Regions from separate parts of the Mus musculus genome. Here all the other regions are linked to region 1. The links are chromatin contacts, called in public ChIA-PET, HiChIP or PLAC-seq and promoter capture Hi-C maps. All regions are on one chromosome and are shown on one strand. The core of a region is the stretch at or near the end of the contact, and the rest is flanking DNA. Distances in the headings are between cores, read along the strand shown.

Region 1 (3,325 bases), core at 292-2,791:
GGTGGCTCACAACCACCCTTAATGAGATCTGACACCCTCTTCTCGTGCATCTGAAGTCAGGTGCAGTGTACTTATGTATAATAATAAATAAAATCTTTGGGCTGGAGCAGTCAGGGACTGAGTGAGCGAAGTTGAACAGAGCGAGCAGAGCCGACTAGAGCAAGCAGAGGTCCTAAAAATTCAATTCCCAACTGTACAGCTACAGTGTACTCATATGCGTAAAATAAATAAATAAATAAATAAATATTTTTTAAAAAAAAAGGAAGAAAGAAAGAAAGAAGTTTGGGCATACTCATTCAGTCTAGAATTTTATAATCCACAAGCATCTTGAACGTTTAAAATGTAATGAAATCATCACACAAAAATTGGCACACAGAAAAAAAAAATTGGCACACAGAAAGCCCTTCAAACAAGATTTACTAAAAAGAAAAAAAAAAACCGAAGATTAACATATCCAATTGAAAAACTGTAAAGCTGCGATGTGACTCAAGTTTTGCAAAAACTTTTTTAGAAAACACGTTTTAGAAAATAGTTCTGTCCTCAGGTACGGTGAAGCAGGTCTCCAAATCAATAAAAACAAATGAAAGTAACTCCACTGAGAAGTGAGGAACTGATGACGAAAAACACACACACACACACACACACACACACACACACACAAAACGTTTGGTAATTTGCATATGGAGGTAACCACACTAACTATGGGGGGGGGGGGGGAACTACTTCAAATGTTACCTACTTCGAGATAAAGGAAACAGGTGCTACTCAACTTCTCCTCCTTGAAAAATATCCCCTCTGACTAACACGACTCATGTTTTATGACTGTGTTAGATAACAGAGTTAAAGACGGCTTAAATCAGGGTTGGCCATTTCCCCTCGGATCCAAAATGCCTTTGCAACCTGATAGCTACGAACAAAAGGCCCCTCTATCCTGTCTCTGCAGAACAGACCCCAGTCCACTTCCACCCAGCAGCGAATGCTCAGAGCAAGACCTGCTTCTGCAAACTCAGCAAGGCCCGCGGGAACTCAAACTTTGTAAACTCCACCAAGGGTTTAGGGGACATGGGAGCCTCTAGGAAGGGATCCAAGGGAGGTGACACCAGTCAACCCTCGGAACCAGAAAAGCATCGTCGCTGGAGGGCGTGTCGGGCAGCTTGGCGACGTAGCACTTGGCGGGACAAGGCCATTCATTAGCTGGCAGGGGCGGCGGGGCTGCGCTGCCAGGCCACCCGCCCGTGCCACGCGGCGCGAAGCTCGGCAGCCGCCCCCTCCGCGAGTTCCCTCCCCGGGCCCCGCTCCCCTGCCGGGCTGGCAGGACGCCTTCGCCGTCGCCCTCACCAGTCGCTAGATGAAGGTGCGCCGGCGGTCTCCGCGGGGCAGGCGCGCGGCCGCGCAGGGACTCATCCTTAGTGAAAGCTACCGGGGACAACGAAGGGAGCCAGGAGCCGGGACGCCCGAGTCAGCTCCGGGGACGGCTGCACGGAAAGCGACAGCCGCGACTGTCGGCGCCGGGACCGGGTTCGGGGAAACCTGAGCTAGAGCGGGCGGGACTCGGGAATAAGACGGGCGCTGATTGGCCGGAGTTCGTGTATGCCCCACAGTGATTGGTCGGGGCCTGCCCACAAGGCCTAGCGTGGCAGTACCTCAGCTGTGGCCTTTCCCTAGTATCCCAAAGGAGCATGACCCCTGCCGGCCTTGGTGCGGTCGACACTGGCTGCCGCCCTACACTCAGAACCAGTACTGCCCCTCTTGGTGCCAGATGTCACCCTAGGAGATCTGTCTCCCCGCAGGTCGACACTCGGAAAGGAGGTTAAGGCTGGGATGGAGGAAACAAGGAACTGGCTGGATGCCCAAGCACCACTCCGTAGAAACGTGGGCATCTTAGAAAAGTTGCTTCCCGGATCACTCGTAGTGGGATAACTGGAAAACCAGAGGTGTCCTCTCCCCAAGACTGGGCCCTGCTGCTCTGTGCCCCGCCTGTTGTGCCCGGATTGTCTGAGTGTCACTCTCTTTTTGTCAGAAGGCGCCATAGATTTTTCAGATCGCCACTGTGCGACCAGCTGCTGACTTGGGTCACATCTGTCTGCCTGACGCCAGGCTTACAATAGGTTTTCCTCCCTGAACTCTTAAATCTACAAGCCATTTTAAAGGTTGCAAATTGTGTGCCAATAATCAGTCCAGAACGGAAAACATACTCCTGCTGAAGTCTGATACAGAGGCGCCTTAGTAAACATGTGTTCAGGGAGGAGTAGCATGACTCAGAGAAAAACAGCACTTGGAGCCCAGAGTTGTTTGAACCTCGGCCCTGTTTGTGTTGCTGTATGAGCCACTGACACCATCATCTATTAAACGGAGTTAAACTCAATACCCTCTTAGACTGCTTCAGCCCAATTGCCTGTTTTGTAGACTTTGTAGGAAAGTAAGTTGCTAGATCAAACTGAAGGAGAGATGGAAACAGACCTAGCTCCCCAGCTCTCCTCCCAGTGCAAGGACTTAATTTGCTTTCTTACTTCCTACTCTGACCCATTCTGTAATGTATAAACAGTGACTTGGAAGGAAGCTGTGTACACACTCATGAACAAAGACGCTCAGTGATCTGGAAGCTAGTGATGTAAATAAATGTGTTGCCCTGAGTTCACATCTTTTATCTGTCTCTTCTTTGTATTGGGTAAGTCATTTAGGTTTTCTGAAGCCTTAATTTCCTCATCTGCAAAGTGGGAATGGAATACATGTTGCTGTAGTGAAAATGTGTTGATAGACGCCCGCAGCACTTAGCAGAGTGCCAAGCACACAGTAACACCACCTAGAAGTTGCCATGTCTCAAACGCTTGTAAGCATTGGGGGTACAAAATGTCCATACGGCCATAATCATATACACAAAAATTAATTGCAACTTTAACGAATCTGTGAAAGAAAATAAGAGGTTTCATCTGACCCCCCCCCCCAAAAAAAATGACAAACTAGGGAAGAAGTAGAAAATAACTAGGTGAAGCAGAAAAAGAAAGACCAGCATCATGCCAAGGAATGAATGTCTTTGCCGTTGGAGATGGGGGACGAAACTGGTCCTGCTTCAACAAGGATCAGAAAGAGAATATTAGAAAGCTGCTTACAAAGTAAAACTTATCAGCCACAGTTGCCGCGGTGCTGACCAAACTGAGACTCTGACATAACGTTATTTATTATCTATGACACGAACAGCCTGAGTTTTATATTTTTATACACTGTTGGGCTTAAAAGGAATCTAGTTGGTGGCACCAACTGATATCATAAATGCAGTAGTGTTAGGTGGCCACATAAGTTAAAACATTCCGAGCTAATAAAGATT
Region 2 (3,325 bases), core at 321-2,820, 990 kb after region 1:
TGTGGGTTGCTATGATAATGCTCAACACATAAAACACATTATCAGGACTGAAGACCCGAGTCTAGTCTCCCAGATCCACACTGCAGAATGAAACAGATAACCTCTCTCTACAAGTTGTCTTCTGGCCTCCACCCATGTACCATGGCAAACATGTGCTCCTCATATAACCAACCAACCCACCAACCAACCAACCAACCAATCAATGAATATAGTACAAAGAACCAGTTGTTCCATGATAGACTAGGCCTGTGAACTTATTTGATTCTTTGGTGCTATGAAGGTCAGAACTGACAGAGGTAGTTTATTTTATTTTCCTCTCCCTCTCCCTCTCCCCCTCCCCCCCTCTCTCTCTGTGTTGGGGGGCTATGGAGGTTAGTCAGGGGGCAGTTGTGAGCACAGGCTCTGAGGATGAAACCTTAAGTCTTGGGCATGCTTACGTGAATGCCCCATACACTGGACTACATTCCAAATACAGGACTCGGGGTTTCTTTTCTTTGCTCCAGACCTGCTTCCCAGTAAAAGCTGAAAAAGTAAAGCTTGTTGTGTTTTATAAAAAGGAAAGAAAGAAAGAACCAGGATATGTTTGGTAGAGTGAGGTATGGTGAGGTGGAAGGGGGTGCCTCTGTGGGTCTATACTGAGGCATCCTTTCCCCCTGAGAGACCAGTCACATATATAGTATATGTGTGATATAGTATGGAGTAGAGTTTATTTTGGGCAGGGGGAAGGGAGTTTAGGAGGGAGTAGAGACAGAAAGAGAGAAGGGGGGCAAGGAGAGGAGAAGAGAGGAGGGGAGGGGAGGGGTGGGGAGGGGAGGGGTGGGGAGGGGAGGGGTGGGGAGGGGAGTGGAAGGGAGGAGAGAAGCCAGCCATGAACACGTGGAGAGAGAGAGAGAGGTGGGAGGGGAATGTTGAGAGAAGGGTACAGAGAGGGAAGAGAGCAAGAGGATAAGTAAGGAGGGGGCAAATAGCCCCCCCCTTTTTTTTTTACTGAGTCAGTCATACCTAGCTGTTGCCAGGTAACTGTAGGGCAGAGCCTAGAAGGAATGCTGACAATGCTTTCCTCATACAATCTCCATCCCAAAGGAGTGCCCCATCCCGAGGAGAGAAGAAAGGAACAGAAAGAGTGTGATGGGAATTCTGTGGAGACCGGAGTGGGAGTATGCCAAACTTGGCTCAAAATAAAGCTACAGAAGTGAATCACAGGAGGCTGCACAAGTTGCTCCCTGGGTGTCCCAGTGTCCCAGCGTAGGCTCCTCACCTCTGCCTTTGGCCTTAGATGGAGACTCTTGGGTTGGAGGTAACCATAACCTTTACTCCCTTCGTGCTAATACTGATTAAGTTGGTTTAGGCATGCTGGCCGCTCCTCCTCCTCTTGTTTTTGCTGCTTTGTTTTTAAAACATTGGTTAAAACACGCCCTGGGTGCCTACATTCTTGCGAACCCATTTAGAGTTTTTTTCTAGCTCTTAACCATCGGTGTGCAGCAGGGATGCAGTGGTGTGTAAGCAGGATCCGCCCACCCCTCCCCTCTAAGTCAGCGTCATCGCCCCTTCCCCTCCCATCTCCAGCCACTCAGTGCAGCAGCCCCACTCTCGCCTGGTCCCGGACTCGGGGAAGCTCCGCTGAGAGGACCCTGCACTCTGCTGCCCACTAGGCTCCTGGCACCTTCCGTAGCCAGTGTCTGCATCCACCCGGATCCTTGCTGGGCAGCGCCCCTGGGACGGGAGGATACAGTAAGCATCTCAGGTAAGGATGAACTCACTGCACAGGAGGGCACCCTAGAGGCTGGACCACTCCTGAACAAGGCAGGACCCACAGGAGGAACACAGAAAAGCACTAAAGAAGGGATCACAGGCTGGCTGTTTTTTAGAGATCAACCACCCTTCTTCCATTCTGAATGAGTAACGGCCACTGCAAGGTTAACATCCGAGGAGTGAGTGATGTTTGCATTGGAATACAAATGGAATGCTTTCTGCTTAAACAGTACCAGAGGGGACCCTCTTTATTTTTGTGATTATTAACAGATGTCACTGGAAAAGGTGTAAAAACTTTTCCTGGAAAGAGGTTTGTCTCTTCCCTAAGTTGCTGCCGAAGTACTTTCTGCCTCTGTCTGCCTCATTCTCTCTCTGTCGCCCTGCCCTCTCTCCTCTCCCTTCTGCCTGGGTAGCGAAATGAACAGTGGAAGACCCGTGGGACGAGGAGGTGAGATGAAGTGGAGATCTTGGGCTTGCTTTAAAGGACCAGCCAGGGGTGAGTGGATTGAAAAAATAACCAAGTATTGAGAATTACCAAAGCTGAGTGAAGGGCACATGGAGATTAAATATTTCTCTTGCCTCATCTGTGTGTTGGTGTGTGTGTATGTGTGTCTGACTGTATGTAAGTGTGTGTTAGTATATGTGTAAATATGCATGTGTGTGTACGTGTGTGTATATATGTCTGTGTCTTTCTGTGTGTGTGTGTGTCTGTGTCTGTGTATGGGTGTGTGAGATCTTGAGACCTTTTATAATAATAAGAATTTTTGGAAAGTTGCAGCAACTCCCAAGCCTGATTGATCTGACTTCCATACCATCTTCAATTTGGAAAGTCGCTCTTCAGGGCTGAGGAGATGGTTCAGCAAATAGAAGGCTTTCCTCACACACATGAAGACCTGAGTTTGGATCCCCAGAACCCACAGAAAACCAGAGGAGATAGAATACATCTGAAATCCCAGTGCCCTATAGCAGATGGGGAGAGAACATAGGAGACTCTGTGAAAGCTTCTAGGGGGTTAGCCTGGCATATGACCACACTCAAGGTTGTCTTCTGACTTCCATGGGGTTCCATTTACTCACAAGAACCAAGGCGTGCACACACATGCAGAAAGATGTTGTCTGGTATATCAAGTCTCTTCTTCCCTGTCTTTATTAATTTTTCTGGCTTCTGACATCCCCCCCTCCCCGCCGCCAAGTTCATTTGTACAGAGAATTATAAAAGTCATAACTTGCTGACTGGAGAATTGTGTTTAAGATCTGGTTTATGATTTAGCAGAGAAAATGTTAAAATCCTAGCCAAATAAGAGCCAGGCTAGAAAGTGCCAATCAAACGGTGCATGGGATTTCATTTTAGAGAAGACTCTCATGTGAGACAGTTCTATGTACATTTCTTTTCCACTTTTTTTGCAGATATTTTAAAATATGAGAGCCCTCAGTATGTGCTTGGCTCATCACACGTGAAGCTGCTACTGTGGGTCAACTTTCTCTACTGAATAGACTGCCTTTCTTTCTGTGCCCAATTCTCAAATATCCAACAAATCCATTTTAAATAGAAGCACCGGACTCAGGAATTCTGG
Region 3 (3,325 bases), core at 594-3,093, 950 kb after region 1:
TCCTTAGTGTGGCTAAACGAGTATTCCTATAGCGGGTGACAGGCTAGGCTCGTCTGCTAGGAGAAATTTAGAAAGCACTGTTGACTTTAGCATCCCCTTGGAGTCAGGTCATCTCAACATTAAAAAATTAAATTAAATTAAGAATTCTGTCCTAATAACAAAGACAGGGGACTTTTGAGTATATAGCAGATGATGTTAATGCCACAGGCATCACGCTGACCCCAGGGCTGAGTAAGTAAAGTTCCTTCTATTGATTGTCCCAAGATGACCCAGATTTGTAATCCAACTTGATACACTGCAGGTAAAATGTGTGCACACATTAAGACTGTACTTTTCTACCTTTGGTGTAAGATCTTTGTGACAGTATCGTTTCTACAGTGGGTATCAACTGTTACAGGTTAGCAGGAGACTCCAAACCCAGTAAAGTATGCCTTTGCTATGGGATGGGATGGGCTGGCCTGTCTACCCACTCTTAACAAACATTTCAACCTTGACTTAAGAAAATCAAACAGGTTCTGCTACTCGTGTGATCTTGTCAAGGCGACCCATGATTTCGTCATAAGTCAGGACAGGCAGGTAACACGTGAGAGCCACAAGTGGCTTTGTCACACCAAAGTTTACCTTTGTTCTAGTGAAAATAGTCCTCGACCTACAGGATAATAAAATAGGAAGAAAAAAAATTCAAACTAGCAATTACATTGATTTTGAAGGAAAAATAAGTAGGAAACTTAAAATGTTTACACTACATAGCTATAAATAATCAAATAAAGATTTGTAGAAGTCACTACAAAAAAATTACAAACTCGCCGGGCGTGGTGGCGCACGCCTTTAATCCCAGCACTCGGGAGGCAGAGGCAGGCGGATTTCTGAGTTCGAGGCCAGCTTGGTCTACAGAGTGAGTTCCAGGACAGCCAGGGCTACACAGAGAAACCCTGTCTCGAAAAACCAAAAAAAAAAAAAAAAAAAAAAGAGTCATAAAAAAATTACAAACTCAAACTAGCTATAATGCGCAAAATAATCACACGTGTTTAAGTTATTAATAATGAGCACAAGTCACCCATAACATGACTAGAGAGAAATGCTGAGGTACACTTCTTAACGAAAAAGGAGGTTCACTAAAGTGATACCCTAAAAGACTTAACAGGCCTCCATGCTGACACTCATGTCACTCTCCACATACTGAAGAAATAGGAAATCAGATATGCACACACGTGCATGCACATATGTGCGTACGTGCGTGCACGCACGCACACACACACACACACACACACACACACACCATTCTAACAACCACCCACACTATAAAATAAGACCTAGTTACTTACAAAAGCAAACTGATCATTTCTAAAATGTTCTCATTTAGGGGAGATCTTGGGTATAGGGTGGGAGGAGAGATATCACAGCATGAGAAAAGGGAACTCTGATCTGGGGCATACATTGAATTTCCTTGTAATAAGAAAAGAAAAAAAGAGGACTGGTTTAAAAAAAAATAATAACTTTCCAAAAGTCAGAATTTAGAAAGGAAAATAAATGAATAAATAAAATAAATGACTGTACCGCCGTATCATGTAAGTTTTCCCACCTAGGCATGCACGTAGGGTTCAACAAGAAACCACCCACACCATACAACCAATGTCATCCCAGAAGCCAAGAGGCCCTGGAGCCCCCACATCTTGTGGATGGGATCCCAGGCACTCAGAGGCCATCTCTGTTCAAGGCAGGACCGGTAGGACCACTTGTCTCCACAGCAGCCTCCGGTCATTGCCAGTCCAGTCACCTGGACCGGGAAGGCACGTCGCGGCTGAGCTGGCCGCCCGCCTGCCACCCTCACGGAAAACGCTCGATTCCCACACTGGTCCACACTGCCCTTCCCGGGATGGGAAAGGGGCAGACAAAGAAGAGCGGACCACAAGTTACATCGCTCCCCGGGGTCCAGCATCGGGATGCTGAGAGGCGAGGGCGCCGGCTCCGCAGTGGCCTCCCGGGTGGGACGGTCCCCTCGGTGGCACGCAGGTCCCCGCGGCCCAGCGGCCGGCTGCGGGCACAGGGCGGCTCTCGGGGCCGCGGGGCTCACCTTGTTGAGATGCGGGTCCCGCGTCAGCAGGTAGCCGCGCTGGTGGGTGTGTCGGCGGCGGGGGGCTCGGGGCTCCATGGCTGGCACGGTGGCGGGGCGGACGCGGAGTGCGGCGGGCGGCGGCCGTGCGACGGAAGGCCCCGCGGCCGGGGGCGGGCGTGGGTGGCGAGAGGGGGTGGCGAGGCGGGAGGAGCCCGCGCCTAGCCGCCGCCGCCGCGGCCGGGCGGCCCGCGAGAAGCGCTGAGTCACGGCGGCATCGGCCGAGCCGCCGTGCGAGGGGGCGGGGGCGGGGCTCCGGCCAGGCTGGTGAACGCCAAGCGAGAGACCTGGGCCCCGACGGGTGAGGGGCGGGCCGCCTCGCTTCCTCGGCTCGTCCACTGTCCTCCCCTAACCCCAACGTCCTGGGTGCCAGCCATGCCCCCGGGGCCTGATGCAGGAGGGGGATCAACTTTGACCCAGAAAGTCCAGGCCTCGATGGCACTGGGCGAGAGGGCGACTCCCCGCCTGTATCTGAATAGCATAGGAGGGGAATTTCTTTTGAACGCGATAAGAGAAGAGGTGTTAAGAGTACACGGGTCCAGTGATCAGACCTATTGAGCTTAAGAAGGACTCCCCTGAGCGTTCTGGAAACCAAGATGTTCATTTTTGCAAGACTATATGGTTTCTTCTTTGAGGAAAGAGGGTGAGAATAAAAGGTCTTCCAGTATTCAAACCCTGTGGTTGCATTATTGATATTTCTACTTAAAGATTAAAGGACTGGAGAAGTAAGTCCCATGCCACTCAGGGATGTCTGATTAAAACAGAACAGAACAATCAAGCAGCCTTCAGACACCAAAGCCTTTTCTTTTTAGTGTAATCGCATGGCCAGATTCTATGGTATTCGCCTAAACACTGAGGAATGGTTATGGGGTTATATATTGCCTAGATACCTGTGAAATGTTTTCTAATTATTTTACTTTACTCTACCAGTACAACGATAGCTTTTAGGCTATGCTTGAATTCAGAAGTTTCTTTGGCCTGGCTTTTAAATTATCTAGACTCAGTTATTTTATAGAAAGCATTATATTAGCATTGCACAGTTCTTCAAAAACATTTCTTGTACTTAACATGACACCTTTCATTGTGAGTTTTACAACCCATAAATAATTTACCTCATAACATCTGAGAAAGGGGTATACTTTACAAAACTCCCTCTCCTAAATTAGATGAGGCGCATTGCAATTATAATGCTTTGTGTGAGTCAAAAACAGT
Region 4 (3,325 bases), core at 376-2,875, 870 kb after region 1:
GAAATTTCAGGGTTTTAATAAGATTACTTGAAGTTTTTACATATGGACTCACCTTTGGATAACATGCCTATGATAGCCTTTGCATGAGTATTAATTTATAATCCAAACTTTCTTCTAACAGCATCATGGATTTAGACCATACAGTTTTAATGATGAAAGTATCTATTTTCTACATTATTTGCCCAACTATATTAGTACCATTTATTTAGTACTCCATCATCTGATACACCATGTGATACAGAAGAGTCAGCTCTTGTTTTTCTGTTTCGCTACACTACTAACAACAGCAAATATGTTTTGCCACTTCGTAAGACATAACGCATACAATTAGTTTTCACAACCACACAATGGACTACCACCATGATTTTCATCTTATAGATATGGACAGATATAAGTATAAGGCGTAAACATGACAACTAGATAGTAATGATTAATGTGCTACTATGTGTATGCATAAAAAATGCATCCTTGCTTTCACCAATACTGCTCTCAAATAACTTTAATATTGAGTATGACTGGTTACACCTTTGTTCTTTCTATAATCTGGCTATTATAATGTTTCTGGGCCACAGCCTATGGAGTCAGAGCTCCCACACTGAAATCTTGGCATCTATACAGATGAATATACTATGTATCTTCAAGTTTTCTGTGCCTGTGTTTTCCCACCAAGAAAGATGAGAATATTGTCCACATCTCTCACATACTTGTTATGTGGGTTGTCTGAAATGATAAGTGTGTTTAGTGCAATGACTAACAATAAGTACTCGATATTCAAGAGTTTCAAAAATATTTAATGGTAGCAAAAGAATCTATTAGCCTTTAATCCCAGCACTTGGGAGGCAGAGGCAGGTGGACTTCTGAGTTCGAGGCCAGCCTGGTCTATAGAGTGAGTTCCAGGACAGCCAGGGCTACACAGAGAAACCCTGTCTCGAAAAACCAAAAAAAAAGAAGCTATTAAATGTGAGATAATGCCCTCAAAGTCTAAGAGAAATTTGAAAACTACTCTTCAGGAATAAGGCTAAAACAAGACAGTTTACATGAAGCGACTGAAGGAACTTCAAAGGTTGTTCTTCACAAAGAAAATAATCCAAATAATAAAAGCTCTTTACCAGTTAATAAACGGAGAAATACATATAAATACAAGCAAATTTTGTCAGATGACATAGTACTGACAGAAGTATGCCTGACAAAGTAAAGCCAACTGATTAGATTTTCAAACTCAGACTCCAGAGCGGTTGTTTGGTGCTGTAGAATCTACTGAGGGCACAAAGGAGGAAAGGCTGAGAGGAAACTGGGAGAGTGCAGACAAATGATGAACAATACAGCTGCACTTACAAGTTTTTCACTTTTCATATCCCAAGGAAGCCCTCCATGAAATTACAAAAATGTTATAAAGAACTGAAAAGAAGCATTTCCATAATTACAAACTGTCACTTTTGAAAATGTCAGCGGAGAAGTAAACTTTGTGGTAGCAACTAAGTGCCCCAAACACAGGTCTCGGGCAGCAGCCACCCGACGGCCGTGATGGCTACTTTCCAACTTTCTTGTTTCCAAGGAGCCTTCCTTCAGAAACCCAAAACTGCACGTCGTTGGACAATGCCCTGGTGTGTCATATTCTGGGGAATAGCGGCGGCAGATGCTCTGTCATTATGCTCAGAAGCAGCAGCCTGTGGTCTGTGAGGAGCATCAGAGCCTTCTCAACTCTATTCCGGGATCTACTACTTACTCAGTCTGGTGGTTTGGGGCTTGTTACAGTTTCTCTGTGGTTGAAATGGAGTCCCTCCGGTGTGGTTTGCCTTCGTGTTCAGGACATGGTGTAGTGAAGCTATAAATCTACAGGGTTTCCACCGTGCCATCTGGGGAGAGTCCTAGGTAGTAAATCGGCACACAGGGCACCTTATCATTTTCATGCGCCTGTTTTAGACTCATCCTCAGGAAGATGCCACACACTCATTTTAATTTTGTGACATTTCCTACCTGGTAGTTAGCTCTGATCAGTCCTAGAGATTTAGAAAGAGGCTTTCAGGATTCATCTTGCAATGGGTATCCTACACCATGGAATAAAGAGAACGTCCCAGAAGGGACGCTTTGTTCTAGCTTCAAGTTGCTAGATGCCAAGAAATCAGGAGCAATGGAATGCTTAGGAATTAGCCAATCTACCTCTACGTAACTGTGAAAAGAACCTACTATTTTATAATCAAAATTTGGCATAAAATAGCAGGTATATATAGTTTGAAAAGCTAACAAAAATACCCCAAAACGGACATGTAAAACTTCTGGAGCTTGTGTTCTCTGTGGTGTGTTAAGTCTGGAAACCACCTTACTTCAGTGAGTAATGGCTGTGGCCAGAACTGACTAAGCACCAGATGGTATGGTCCACATTTCAGAGGGATTATATAATTTAATTCTCTCAGCAATTCAGCAAGGAAGGCACTGTCATTACATTTTACAGATGTAGAAGCTAGAGTTCCTTATGACTAAAGACCGAGCATTTAGTGAGCTCACACTGCTTGTGCGGTTAGATCTGGGCTGACGGTAGGCCATGGGAACTCACGTGTTGGGCAAGCACTCTGACATTGAGCTACACCCAGAACTTTATCACGAAATCAGCAAGATTGCATCTGTATGCATTCAACACACCAGGCATCTGCAAGATGACATCTGTATGCATTCAACACACCAGGCATCTCAAAACCAGGCATACGTGGACAAACACTGATGAAAACAGTAGTCTTTCTTTGATCTTAAGACACTGAGGGGTCGTGTAACTGACTTGATCGTGCACGCTCTTTCTGAACGGCAGGGTAAAATCATGTTGTAGGATGTGCTACGTGTATGGCACTACACAGTGTCCAAGAGCTACGGTGCTTCATATCGGATTAATTCCTTGGGGGTGGGGAGATTTATTCCAAATGACTCATTTTGATAATATATTAAGGAAGATACTTTATAAATATAGCAGCAAACAGAAATATAAATTTTGCCCTTAAAATGCTGACTGGGAAATAGACTCTTTAGATAGACAAAGCACATGAGCAGAACAAACCTTAAAAGAGGTTTAGATTAAAAGCAATCAATGAGGCTGAGAATATTTCAGTGTAAAGAAGCTAAGTACTTCCTTAGGCAGCAGGCATGGGTCCTGGGCTTTAAAATCCAGGTTAAGTCAAACTCAATAGCACACAGAGAGCCCAGTAAAGGCTTTAGGGAAACCAGTCATCAAGCAAGGGAGACTTAAGTGTGGCCTTGGGGAAGACTCAAGTCAGGTCATCAGGTTTGGTGGGGAGGGCCTTTCTTTGCTGAGCCACTCCAGACCGGTTGTAATCTG
Region 5 (3,325 bases), core at 609-3,108, 840 kb after region 1:
GAGAACATAGCTACTATCCCAAACAGGAGAGAAACAATGGAATTGTTAGCTCATCTAGTGACAAACAGCTGACACACTGTAAAAAGTAGAACTGTCAGGCTGATTTGCACACAATGGTGCGACTCTATGTTATCTTTACTCCAATTCATGTCTAAAATGAAAGTATTAGATAGACAGAACTTAGCCCTGTTGTGTTATGATGGAATTTTCAAACACTGGAAAGAGCAAAGGGTTCCTGCCCATGCCAAGTCAGTTGTACGTCAGCACACGTGCAACTCTGGTAGTCTGCTGCATACTGCGCAGCCAAGGACAGCAACTAGAGCTGCCCTGTCAGGTATTGCACACAGTCCCAAAGACTATTCCCAGCACCAGGGAAGTTAACAGTCTCACTCTTCATAATTAAAACAAAGATTCAGAACCAGAGGCTGGAAAGATGAGTTCTTTAAAGGCCACTGCATGACACAGCTCTGCAATCAGCACCAGGAGGTAGAGACAGGAGCATCACTGAACCACACTGCTCTAGCCCTGACTCCCTAGCTGGCCAGCCAAGCCAACGGGTGATCTGTGGACTCAGTGAGAAAGCCTGTCTCAAAAGACAGCCAGTGTTAACCTCTAACCTTTACACACCTTCATACACATGCATCCACCTCTGCACAAGTACACACGCATGTACTACTCACACATAAAGCAACAAATACATTCTTAAAAATCCAAAAATACCCTTTCAGATTAGCCTAGTCAATGAAATTTCCAGTTTCACATGTGACCAAACTAGTGTATGTGTGTGTGTGTATGTATGTATATGTATATGTATATGTATATGTATATATATATATATATATATATATATATATATATATATGTATATATATATATGTATGTGTGTGTGTGTGTGTGTTTTGCCTTTGCCTTCATGAATGTCTGTGCACCTCTGTGTCTGTGTCTGGTGTCCTTGGAGGACCAAAGATGACGTCAAATGCCCTGGAACTGGAGTTACAGATGGTTGTGAGGCACCATGTGGGCTGGGAACTGAACCCAGGTCCTCTCAAGCACTGAGCCATCTCTCCAGCCCCTTCCAATCAGTTTTTGTGTATGTGTGCTGTAATACAGAAGTGATTAAATCTGGGGTTGTGGAATAAAGCAAGTCACTCTAATTTCTGAACTGTGACTTCAGTGAGCTGAACCAGACAGCCTTCCCCGGGCAGTGAGCATCTACAGCACTAAGTTTGTTCTTCCAGGAGCTTCTATTGCACTGCTTCCCCTGTGTCAGCAGCTTGTTGTTGCTATGACATTCTGAAGAAGGAAGGGCCTTAAAGGGAGTGAACTCTTCAGTTAAAGGAGCGACATGATCTTGTTAACATCCAAAGCTCTCAAGAACAACGCCAGCCAGGTTACCCTCAGGGTCCGAGTGTTTAAAAAAGTGTAGCCTCGAGGCTGGGAACGTGCTTAAATGAGCATGAGGTCCTGAGGGGATCTCAGTATCTATGGGCTGTGGGCAAGGCTCTGCAGCACACACTTAGACTCCCAGTGTTGGGAGGCAGAGTCAGGTAGAACCCTGGGTCTTGCTGGTCAGCCAGCCCAGCCACATCAGTGAGACCCAGATTTAGTGACAGATCTGCCTTAAGGAACTATGTGGGAAGCAAAAATAATACCCTAAATCCACTGTGTGTGTGTGTGTGTGTGTGTGTGTGTGTGTGTGTGTGTGTGTGTGTGCGTGCGCGCGCGCGCATGCACATATGTGCAGTCTTCATTAAAAGCAAGCTGAAGACCAGGGGAAGCAAGCAAGGGCGTGTTGTCTGAGGAAGGAGAATGCTGTGATGACACAGCTGGGAGGAAACCAGCAGTGAGAGAGCCCAGTTGCCATGGCACCGGTTGCTTTTCCTTGACTTGGTTCTGCTATTTCACCATGTAGTACAAGCTGACCTGGAGCTCTCTGTGTAGCCAAGACCAACCTTAACCTTGAAATCCTACATCTAGACCCATCCCTGAAAATGCTGGGATTACAAGTATGCATGAGCCACCATACCCAGTTACATTTTTTTCTTCAAAAAAGAAAAAAAAATTTCAGAGACCAAGGGGGAGGTCTGGGTGTCACCATGTAACTCTGGGTGACCTGAAACTTGCTCTGCACAGTAGACTTTTCTTGAATTCTCAGAGATCCACTTGGTTCTACCTCCAGGGTGCTAAGATGAAAGCCCATGAACCTTTGACAGTGATCAGCAATCACTATTTATGAAATGAGAAATAAAACGTATTTACCTGACATTGTCACTAGAGGGTGCTAGAGTTAAAGGAAGAAAACATGGGCTAAAGAATTAAGATCATTTTATGCTTTCCTAAAAGAAATAGTTGTACTTTTCTTTATGTAAAAACTTTAAAATACTCTCAGTAATTACATATACATATATATATGATATATATATGTATGTGCGTGTGTATATATGTGTGTGTGTGTGTGTGTGCGCGCCCAAATTTGGAACACAGTTACAACAGGACCAGCATGCAAGTTATCAGTTCATGGTGACAAATATATCCCACCCACGGCACCAGGATCCTGCTGAGGCTCGGATGCAAAGGAATCGGACAATAAGCGTAAGCTCCCAGGACCATTTGCAGCAGGATTAACGCCACTCTCTGTCTCTGAGCTGGTGCCTCACGTTCTCTCCACCGTGTCTAAGAAACTGCGGCTAATGTATCAGCTTGGGGCTGGGTAAAATCAGTCCTCGACCGTTCAGGACTGCCTGACAGGTGGGCTCGGTGACGCCCTGAGGGACTTTCCCGAAATCCTACTGAAAGCTGACTTCTCCTATCAGTGGTTTCCTTAAAAAAAAAATCCTGATTACATTTGTATTTATTTATGGGGAGGTGGCATGTGCATGCCATGACACATGTGTAGGAATCAGAGACCAAGCTGCAGGAGATTTTCTTCTACACTATGAAGTCCTGCGCTGACTGACTTCAGCTCATGAGTATTGGCAGCAAGTACCTCTATCCACTGAACCATCTCATCAGCCCCTCTAGTGAGCGTACGAACCTGCAGTGTCCTGTTTTAGTCTCATATCTGCTTAAAAACTAGTGCAGCTTTAATTTTCTGTACTGAAGCGGTAATGACAGACACTTCTACTAAACTGTGTCAGACTTCACAATGCCATTATTTAGGCAGGCTCACGGTGGAGAAATGTGACTTACCGACATTTGGAAAAAAATACTTTTAGTTGTTTCACTGATAATCAGTAGCTAAAAGCAAGTTAAAGATTCCTCCTTTGAAATGAAAGCTAGTCTCGACGGAGGAAGACTCTCACTAGTGATGCTTAGCAACCCACTA
Region 6 (3,325 bases), core at 252-2,751, 800 kb after region 1:
AACGTTATGAGACACTGTGGGAAAGGACAGCTATAACCCAAGCCCCTAGGAGACAAAGGCAAAAGGATCACAAGTTCCAGACCAGCTCAGAATCAAACAAAACCTAAGGCACAGATATAGAATGAGAGCTATGTAGGAAATGAAGAGAACTGGTGGCTGAGGATGAGAGAGTAATGCAGGTGTGAGGAAGAGTAAAGATGTGATGTAAATGCATGCAAGTCCCTGATGAGATCGCTCATCACATACGGTGAATGGTGCCACTCACACAAACCTTACTGAAGACAGCTGAATAGCAAGGAAAACTGTCTTTTCTTTCCTCTGCACACAGCCTCATTACCAGCATATAATGGGCACTCACTCGATAAAAAGACTGAATGTAGGCAATTGGGTCTAAACTCTGCAAGAATATACTCTAAATTGCTGTGCCTGAGGATCTTCTGGAAAGAGAAGTGGGGGAGGGAAAAGGAAAGAACAAAATGTTACTAAGCTGAACTGTATTCATTGGGATTCTGAGTCTGTACTGTGTATTCCACATAGCTTTCTCATCTGGAGAAAGGGTGTCATGTCACCCCATCTAGTTTTCTTGCAGCTGTTGGTTGGTTGTTTTGGTTTGCTTGTGATAGTGCTGAAAACAGATCCAGGGCTGCATGCATGCTAGGAAGTACTTAGCCTCAGAGCTCCATTCTCAGCTCAGAGACCAGTAGATGGCACAGAATGTGGATGTTCATAAGATACTGTGTCAGCTGATCTGTTGTATGCATTTTGTATGCATTTACAGTAAAAGGTGTACCATTTTCAGGTTGCAAATAGTCTAGAAAATTACTGCGTGGGGTTTTTAAAATTATTTATTTACATTCCAGCCATTGCCGCCCCCCTTCCCAGGCCCCCCCTCCCACAGTTCCTCATGTCATTCCCCCTCCTCCTTGTCTCCGAGAGGGTCATTCTCTCTCTCTCTCTCTCTCACACACACACACACACACACACACACACACACACACACACACTCAATATCTTCTCCACCTGAGGCCAGACCAGGCAGTTCTCTGCTATATTTGTGCAGGGGCCTTGGAACAGCCGGTGTTTGCTGCCTGGTTGGTAGCTTAGTTTCTGGGAGCTCCCTGGAGTCCAGGTTAGTTGAGACTGCTAGACTTCCTATAGGGTCACCCTCCCCTTCAGCTTCTTCAATCCTGCCCCCCAATTCAACCATAGGGGTCTCTGACTTCAGTCCAATGGTTGGGTATAGGTATCTGCATTTGTCTCAGTCAGCTGCTGGTAGGGCCTCTCCGAGGACAGCCATACCAGGCTCCTGTCTGTAAGCTCATCATAGCATCAGTAATAGTGTCAGGCCTTAGTGCTCCCCCATGAGCTGGATCCCAAGATGGGCCAGTCATTGAACTACCTTTCCTTCAGTCTCTTCTCCATTCATCAAATAGTCAGTGAAAGGTGACAGCACTATGCTAACATTTATAAAAATTTTAAATTAGGAAGTGAGGTTGTAAAGGAAATGGAGTATTGTGTAATAAATTTCAACAGCAAAGAGCTCATATTGCATATGAAACTGAGGGAGCCAGCCCTTCCTAGAAACGGAATTTCCAACATAGGGAACAAAATTACAAAGTGATTTCTGGAGTGAGAGCAAATTCAGTGAGTTCATGTCATACCCAACAAGACAATATGCTATAGCAGGCAAGTCATGAGCAAGGAGCTCAATATAAAGAAAGGCTAGGAAGTCAGACCAGCTTCATCTCTCCAGAAGTTATTTTTTAAAGTAATATAGAAGATTTAAACACACAGCTTTATATTAATGGTAATACTGGTTATTTTACCTTCTAAAATTCACAGTCCTAAGTGTCTACAGCTTTTCGGCACCAAAGAAAGGTCTAGGTGCTTTGCCCTGTTCCTCAGTGTGTATGTCATGGGGTATTTACTCATTCTAAATAAGCAATGATCACTTTCAGATGACTAGCTGGCCTTCTGCTTCCCTTCCTTCTTATAGCTCGAGTAGCCGTGGCCCAGAGCAGTTCTCTCAATCTTTTTGCAAACCGGGATGTGGAGCTAGAACAGCGAGCCATGCTTCTCAAAAGACTGGCCTTCGCCGTTCTTAGCAGTGAAAGTGACCAGTACCAAAAGTACCTTCCAGACATACAAGGTAAACCATTAAAACCCTTTATCTTCTCTCTATTCTGAATTATAGGGATTTGGGGCACATTTATTTTGAGTTTGGGTGTTTTGTTTTTCTGTTGTTTCTTATAAAATACCTTTACTAAATTTTAATTTGGGTTGAGATAAACCAAGTGTGGGTTGATGGACATTATTACATAACTGAAAATTTTTCAGCTTCATTATGTAAAAGAAATCAACCCTGAATTTGAAAGACTTACTCTAAACATGATCTATGGTTTACTGTTTGGTTCAAATATCAGAAAATTCACAGCAAATTCAATTAGTGACTGTCTTACTCTAGGCAAGTGTATTACTGTATTTTAGTTGTGGACAAGAGGTCAAGAAATACAAACAAGAGAACAAAATAAAGGAGAGCCAGGAATTATTGCCAGTCACAACCATTTCTATGTCTTATTTGGAACTGTGCTGCAGACAGGGGTCTCTAGAAGAGGAATGTATTGGATTGGCTTAGAAAGCAGGGGCTAAGTACTCCAACAGTGGTCATCTGCACACTGGAGAAGCAGAGAACACAATAACTGCCCTTTCTAAAAAGATGAATGCCTTCATGGACACAGTATAACTGTAGGCACCCAAGCTCCCTGGAACATACCTTGGTATTAAGTCCATGTGTCTCTCTAAGCACAGATGTGACTTGGATAACCAGGAAATTGTGCATGGACTGAGGTGTGCACATATATGTGCATATGTACCTGAGCCACGATGTTTACTTTAGACCTAAAATAATCCTTACACTATTATTCCAAGCCAGGTCACAGTCAGTCTTTTCTGATTTCTTCTGAGTTTGCAAATAGAGTAAGCTCTATATTATGAATACATTCTATGGGTCTTTGAAAATGAGAAAGGATAGCACCTCTAGGCAGTTGATTTTCTTTATCAATTTACTTAAAATAGTTAAAAACAAAATAGAGAGTACTAATTTACTCCAGGAAATAAGAGAGATTCTTTCCTATACCATACAAAAATAAACCCCAGGTAGCTTCTAAGTAAAGGAACAAAAAGAAAAAGGAAAGGCCAAAGAAACTGGAATCTAATGTTAAAAAGTTGCAACAGCAATACTTGCTGAAAGAAAAAGAAAAAAAGGCAGCCACAGCACACACTGCTTTTTCATTAAAACACACACACACACACACACACACACACA
Region 7 (3,325 bases), core at 446-2,945, 700 kb after region 1:
CCATCAAAGAACACCAAATGCTTCCATTAAATACCGCTAACAGTAATGCTTTCAGCCGTCTTCCACGTGAGTCGTTGCTAGAAGCTGAAAATTCAGAGGAAGCATTTGTGCCCAAGAAACTGGAAAGCTCACTTGAGGAAGAGGGAAATGGGAATGCTGAGGAAATAGCTAAGAGTCCTTCCCTTCTCCACAGGGTAATTATGGCACATCACCAGTGCCGGTTACAAGATTAACCTAATCACCGAGAAAAGGTTAATGAGTGCTCCGTATGCTCCATCTTACACGCAGGGGAGCTAGGAAATGGGTTTTAGAAAAGCCCTGACTGAGCTAGCACAGATAACAAAGTCCTGCTGCACAGCTTCTAACAGGTAGAAACTTCACTTTCTGTGGAAACCTTCACACACCCTCAGACCAAAAGGGACACACAGGAGATCAACTCCATGGTTCTCTGCTCAGTGACGGGCCCAGCTCTTCCACCATAACCAGCTTCCTCCCTCAGACCAGACTCCCGTTCCGCTCCAGCACCACGGTGAGAGTCGGGCTTCACTTTGTTCCAAGTGACACTAAGTCGGCTCTTACTTTAAGGCCCTCCACAGTTCCCTTGGTAATTACTCCCAGAAACAGTTTAATCAGGGTTGGACACATTCCTTACCTGTCCTTTATCGTGACTTCACCACAGGACTGGCAATAAAAGGTGCAACATTCTTGGGCTTGCAAGCTTTGATTAAACACTGAAATCGGCTCTGAAGGAAATCAACAGAGTTTTAGAGGTTTGGAACAAATTATCATATTTAAAGAGTTTGCTAGCACAATAAATTACCAGCAATACACGCTGTTTACGGTTTACTCTGAAGTGTAGGCTTAATTAGAACTATCCAATGACTCAACCAGAAGCAAACACTGCCAAGTGTTTCCAAAAACAAAAGACATTTTGCTTAGAATTCCTGAGCCAGGAGCTGCCCTAGATTACCATGGAACATACTGGTGAGTTCCTTCTCTCATTCCATAAATACAGTAAATTCTATATTAACAATGAGGAGAGATGGACTTCTAACATGTAAGTTCAATCTGGCTTTCTCACTTTTTATGTTTACGGTTTATGTCCACCCCTGCCCATTACACAGTATGAGCAAGCAAAATGAATGGCTAGACGGGTCTCTGTGGAGCAGACCTAAGGAACGCAAAGCTCTGTAGAGTGTCCTCACCCAAGAGCAAAATGCAGTGTCTGCTGAAGCTGTGGGAGATGGGTGTGAGAGGGAGGGGAGATACTGGGTGCTATGGGAACACATGGACTTCCCACACAGCTGCAGTGGATAGCTGTTCCCCTCATTCCTGATGTCTCATTTGTAAATGAAGGTAAGTTTTATGTAAAAAAAAATACTGTATTACTAGTCTATAAAAAAACCTAATTGAATTAATGAAGTCCTAGTTATTAGAAGCGAAGAATAGAATCCACTTGCTGTTCTTTTGTGTGTAGTTTAAGATGCTTTTCAGATGCCAGAAAGTTTAAGTCCTGGCAATTAAAAAACTCTGCAGTTAATCTCTAAGTGTCTACACAAATCCCTGCTGCACGGAGGTTAAATAAACAGTATTATTCTCTAATGCGGAGCATCGATAACGAGGACCTAGGTGAGCCCTCCAACGGGCTAGCCAGAATGAATCCGTTTCCAGTGGAACACTGCCCTCTGCTGGCCACTGGGTCGTGTGGCATCCTGGATAAGCATTGCTGCTGGGAAAGATGTATCCCCAGGTCAAATTCCACACACAAGAGGTCACCACTTCACCTACACTAACCTCCAAACGGTGTAGTGTGCCAGGGTGATGTGTATCATGATTGCTCCGGAAAGCGTGGTCTTACAGCTGAAAACGCAACGCTTGAAAACCCTGAGACATAATTAATGCTAAAAATTTCAAGTTACTTCCTACAATATTTAGATTCCAGTGCACACCAGTATTCACCTACCTGATTGTCATTCATGCAGCAAATGCTTAGCCCCCACCTATTATGCAAAAAGCACTAAAGCAATCAAAGATGGAGGAACCTGCTTTACACAGATCTTCATGCACCAGAGAACAGGCTTTGAAAGTTCCCTTTTCAGGTATTTGAACAAAATGTTTCAAAAAACACAAAGAAATAGTCCAACAAACACAAACAATACACAAACCAGCACACAGCAGTGGATTTATTTTGTCCATGGTTAGAATATTAAATGTTGCTCATTAACTGAAAATGTTGAAAATAATTCAGTTGCAGACTATGATTAGGCAACAAACCCAAATTCTATGTCCCTGAGGGTCTCCATCAGAGTCCCAGGGAACAAGGTGGCTCTCGTGCCTGCCTTCTGCCAGTTTCCAAACTCAACAGGAAGTTCCTGCGTGCTGTGGGGGAGCTGGGGGAGAGGAACAATTTTTGTTTACTTTTTCCTTTTCAGGATTCAATGTCATTCCAGGTGTTTATCAGATGTCACTTAAGCATGTCAGGACATCTCTTTTTCCTGTTCCTTGTTTCTAAAATTGTTTCTGCATACTTTAGCCATTCACTAATTCAGAAATTAGCAAAATTACCCTTAGGCCAGAAAAAGAAAAAAAAAAGAGTAACATCCCCCCCCCCCTCCCCAACCACCCCCATCTTCTCTTGTCTTTCCAAAGCCAGGGGATAGCTTCATGTCTCTTACAGGCTTTTTGGGACAATCCTGTTGTCCCCACCTCTAGACTCTACATAGTTCTGATAAAGTACCTACAGATGGCTCAACAATAAGGTCTCAGGGTGTCATAGACACAAGCAAAGCCTTTCTCTGACACGAAGCATCAACACGGTTCCTTCCAATGCTGTCTGCCTTGTCTATTATAGCACATTGTAAGAAATGCAATGAGCAGAATTTAAAAAAAAAAAAAAAAAGTCATGAGAGCTTACAAAAAGAAAAGGTTTACTACCTAATTGCATCGAGATGCATTTTGAGTTTGTATACAACCACAATCCAACCACAACAATATTATATTATGTCTCTACTTGTACTGTTCCATCTAAAATGGTCTCTTCATAGCCGGGATAATGTCTACTGCTCAAACTGTCACGCCCTCAGGGTGGCCTTCACGAAACTCAGTCACTCCCCACAGCATTACTCTGTTACTGTGCCCACAGCATTGTGCTGTTTCCAACTTAATTATCTGCTCAGCATCTGTTGTTCCCGCCCACTAGGACACACACTCCACATTACCAGACAGCTATGTGGCTTGTGGGCATCTGTGTTTCCAGCACCCATATCAAACGGCTCACACACACCTCGTAGAAGCTAACCTGTCTGCTGAATGAAAACATATCTAT

Evidence for each region. Promoter capture Hi-C pulls out the DNA fragments that hold promoters and counts their contacts. ChIA-PET counts read pairs in DNA pulled down with a chosen protein or histone mark. HiChIP or PLAC-seq counts read pairs in DNA pulled down with a chosen protein or histone mark.
Region 2: a promoter capture Hi-C map of liver shows a contact between it and region 1, with 4 times the contacts expected there. The contact joins the promoter of Prss35 here to the promoter of Ibtk in region 1. A contact is called at or near these places in 3 of 39 promoter capture datasets (hippocampal neurons and liver), 8 of 115 datasets of contacts at active chromatin or transcription factors (astrocytes, differentiating embryonic stem cells, embryonic limb bud and 3 more) and 1 of 9 other capture datasets (pancreatic islet).
Region 3: an H3K4me3 HiChIP or PLAC-seq map of neural tube shows a contact between it and region 1, with 5 times the contacts expected there. The contact joins the promoter of A330041J22Rik here to the promoter of Ibtk in region 1. A contact is called at or near these places in 8 of 39 promoter capture datasets (the 3T3-L1 cell line, the C10 cell line, the HPC-7 cell line and 3 more) and 5 of 115 datasets of contacts at active chromatin or transcription factors (bone marrow-derived macrophages, cardiomyocytes, embryonic stem cells and 1 more).
Region 4: a contact with region 1 is called in an RNA polymerase II ChIA-PET map of memory CD8 T cells, with 11 read pairs. The contact joins the enhancer-like site here to the promoter of Ibtk in region 1. A contact is called at or near these places in 5 of 39 promoter capture datasets (the C10 cell line, cranial neural crest, hippocampal neurons and 2 more), 1 of 484 Hi-C or Micro-C datasets (Th1 cells), 7 of 115 datasets of contacts at active chromatin or transcription factors (the 230-238 cell line, astrocytes, bone marrow-derived macrophages and 4 more) and 1 of 9 other capture datasets (adipose tissue).
Region 5: an H3K4me3 HiChIP or PLAC-seq map of bone marrow-derived macrophages shows a contact between it and region 1, with 5 times the contacts expected there. The contact joins the enhancer-like site here to the promoter of Ibtk in region 1. A contact is called at or near these places in 8 of 39 promoter capture datasets (the C10 cell line, the HPC-7 cell line, HPC-7-derived erythroid cells and 6 more), 1 of 15 datasets of contacts at CTCF or cohesin (pro-B cells), 2 of 484 Hi-C or Micro-C datasets (CD4 T cells and cerebellum), 14 of 115 datasets of contacts at active chromatin or transcription factors (the NIH/3T3 cell line, T-cell acute lymphoblastic leukemia, bone marrow-derived macrophages and 8 more) and 1 of 9 other capture datasets (adipose tissue).
Region 6: an H3K4me3 HiChIP or PLAC-seq map of bone marrow-derived macrophages shows a contact between it and region 1, with 5 times the contacts expected there. The contact joins the enhancer-like site here to the promoter of Ibtk in region 1. A contact is called at or near these places in 10 of 39 promoter capture datasets (the 3T3-L1 cell line, the C10 cell line, the HPC-7 cell line and 6 more), 1 of 484 Hi-C or Micro-C datasets (reprogramming fibroblasts), 18 of 115 datasets of contacts at active chromatin or transcription factors (DN3 thymocytes, the SCID.adh cell line, T-cell acute lymphoblastic leukemia and 12 more) and 3 of 9 other capture datasets (adipose tissue, liver and pancreatic islet).
Region 7: a contact with region 1 is called in an H3K27ac HiChIP or PLAC-seq map of T-cell acute lymphoblastic leukemia, with 23 times the contacts expected there. The contact joins the enhancer-like site here to the promoter of Ibtk in region 1. A contact is called at or near these places in 16 of 39 promoter capture datasets (the 3T3-L1 cell line, the C10 cell line, the HPC-7 cell line and 11 more), 5 of 15 datasets of contacts at CTCF or cohesin (the NIH/3T3 cell line, embryonic stem cells, large pre-B cells and 2 more), 22 of 484 Hi-C or Micro-C datasets (the C10 cell line, the C2C12 cell line, the HPC-7 cell line and 15 more), 52 of 115 datasets of contacts at active chromatin or transcription factors (the 230-238 cell line, DN3 thymocytes, the NIH/3T3 cell line and 36 more) and 3 of 9 other capture datasets (liver, macrophages and pancreatic islet).

The regions. Positions count from the first base shown.
Region 1 is chr9:85,747,793-85,751,117 of GRCm38.p6, forward strand. It overlaps Ibtk (inhibitor of Bruton agammaglobulinemia tyrosine kinase), which reads right to left and starts at 1,542. Exons shown (of 29, transcript NM_001081282.2): 1 at 1,339-1,542.
Region 2 is chr9:86,742,063-86,745,387 of GRCm38.p6, forward strand. Prss35 (protease, serine 35) reads left to right here and starts at 1,571. Exons shown (of 2, transcript NM_178738.3): 1 at 1,571-1,744.
Region 3 is chr9:86,693,599-86,696,923 of GRCm38.p6, forward strand. A330041J22Rik (RIKEN cDNA A330041J22 gene) reads left to right here and starts at 1,844. Exons shown (of 3, transcript NR_045835.1): 1 at 1,844-2,104. It overlaps Me1 (malic enzyme 1, NADP(+)-dependent, cytosolic), which reads right to left and starts at 2,316. Exons shown (of 14, transcript NM_008615.2): 1 at 2,075-2,316. The coding sequence starts at 2,152.
Region 4 is chr9:86,622,561-86,625,885 of GRCm38.p6, forward strand. All of the region lies in intron 6 of Me1 (malic enzyme 1, NADP(+)-dependent, cytosolic), which reads right to left. Among named protein-coding and RNA genes, the nearest start is that of Rwdd2a, 52 kb to the left of the region's middle. Within about 2 kb of position 1,626, at least 73 of the 459 cell types and tissues checked have an H3K27ac peak or open chromatin away from gene starts, as enhancers often do. A contact at or near this core is called in the 230-238 cell line, Th1 cells, effector CD8 T cells and 2 more, where this site is marked.
Region 5 is chr9:86,590,998-86,594,322 of GRCm38.p6, forward strand. The region is part of intron 12 of Me1 (malic enzyme 1, NADP(+)-dependent, cytosolic); the gene reads right to left. Among named protein-coding and RNA genes, the nearest start is that of Rwdd2a, 21 kb to the left of the region's middle. Within about 2 kb of position 1,859, at least 44 of the 459 cell types and tissues checked have an H3K27ac peak or open chromatin away from gene starts, as enhancers often do. A contact at or near this core is called in bone marrow-derived macrophages, forebrain and hippocampal neurons, where this site is marked.
Region 6 is chr9:86,543,245-86,546,569 of GRCm38.p6, forward strand. It overlaps Dop1a (DOP1 leucine zipper like protein A), which reads left to right. Exons shown (of 39, transcript NM_177208.3): 34 at 1,997-2,149. Among named protein-coding and RNA genes, the nearest start is that of Pgm3, 27 kb to the right of the region's middle. Within about 2 kb of position 1,502, at least 23 of the 459 cell types and tissues checked have an H3K27ac peak or open chromatin away from gene starts, as enhancers often do. A contact at or near this core is called in bone marrow-derived macrophages, where this site is marked.
Region 7 is chr9:86,448,111-86,451,435 of GRCm38.p6, forward strand. Ube2cbp (ubiquitin-conjugating enzyme E2C binding protein) reads right to left here. Exons shown (of 10, transcript NM_027394.2): 3 at 653-743. Among named protein-coding and RNA genes, the nearest start is that of Ube2cbp, 15 kb to the right of the region's middle. Within about 2 kb of position 1,696, at least 16 of the 459 cell types and tissues checked have an H3K27ac peak or open chromatin away from gene starts, as enhancers often do. A contact at or near this core is called in the SCID.adh cell line, T-cell acute lymphoblastic leukemia and pancreatic islet, where this site is marked.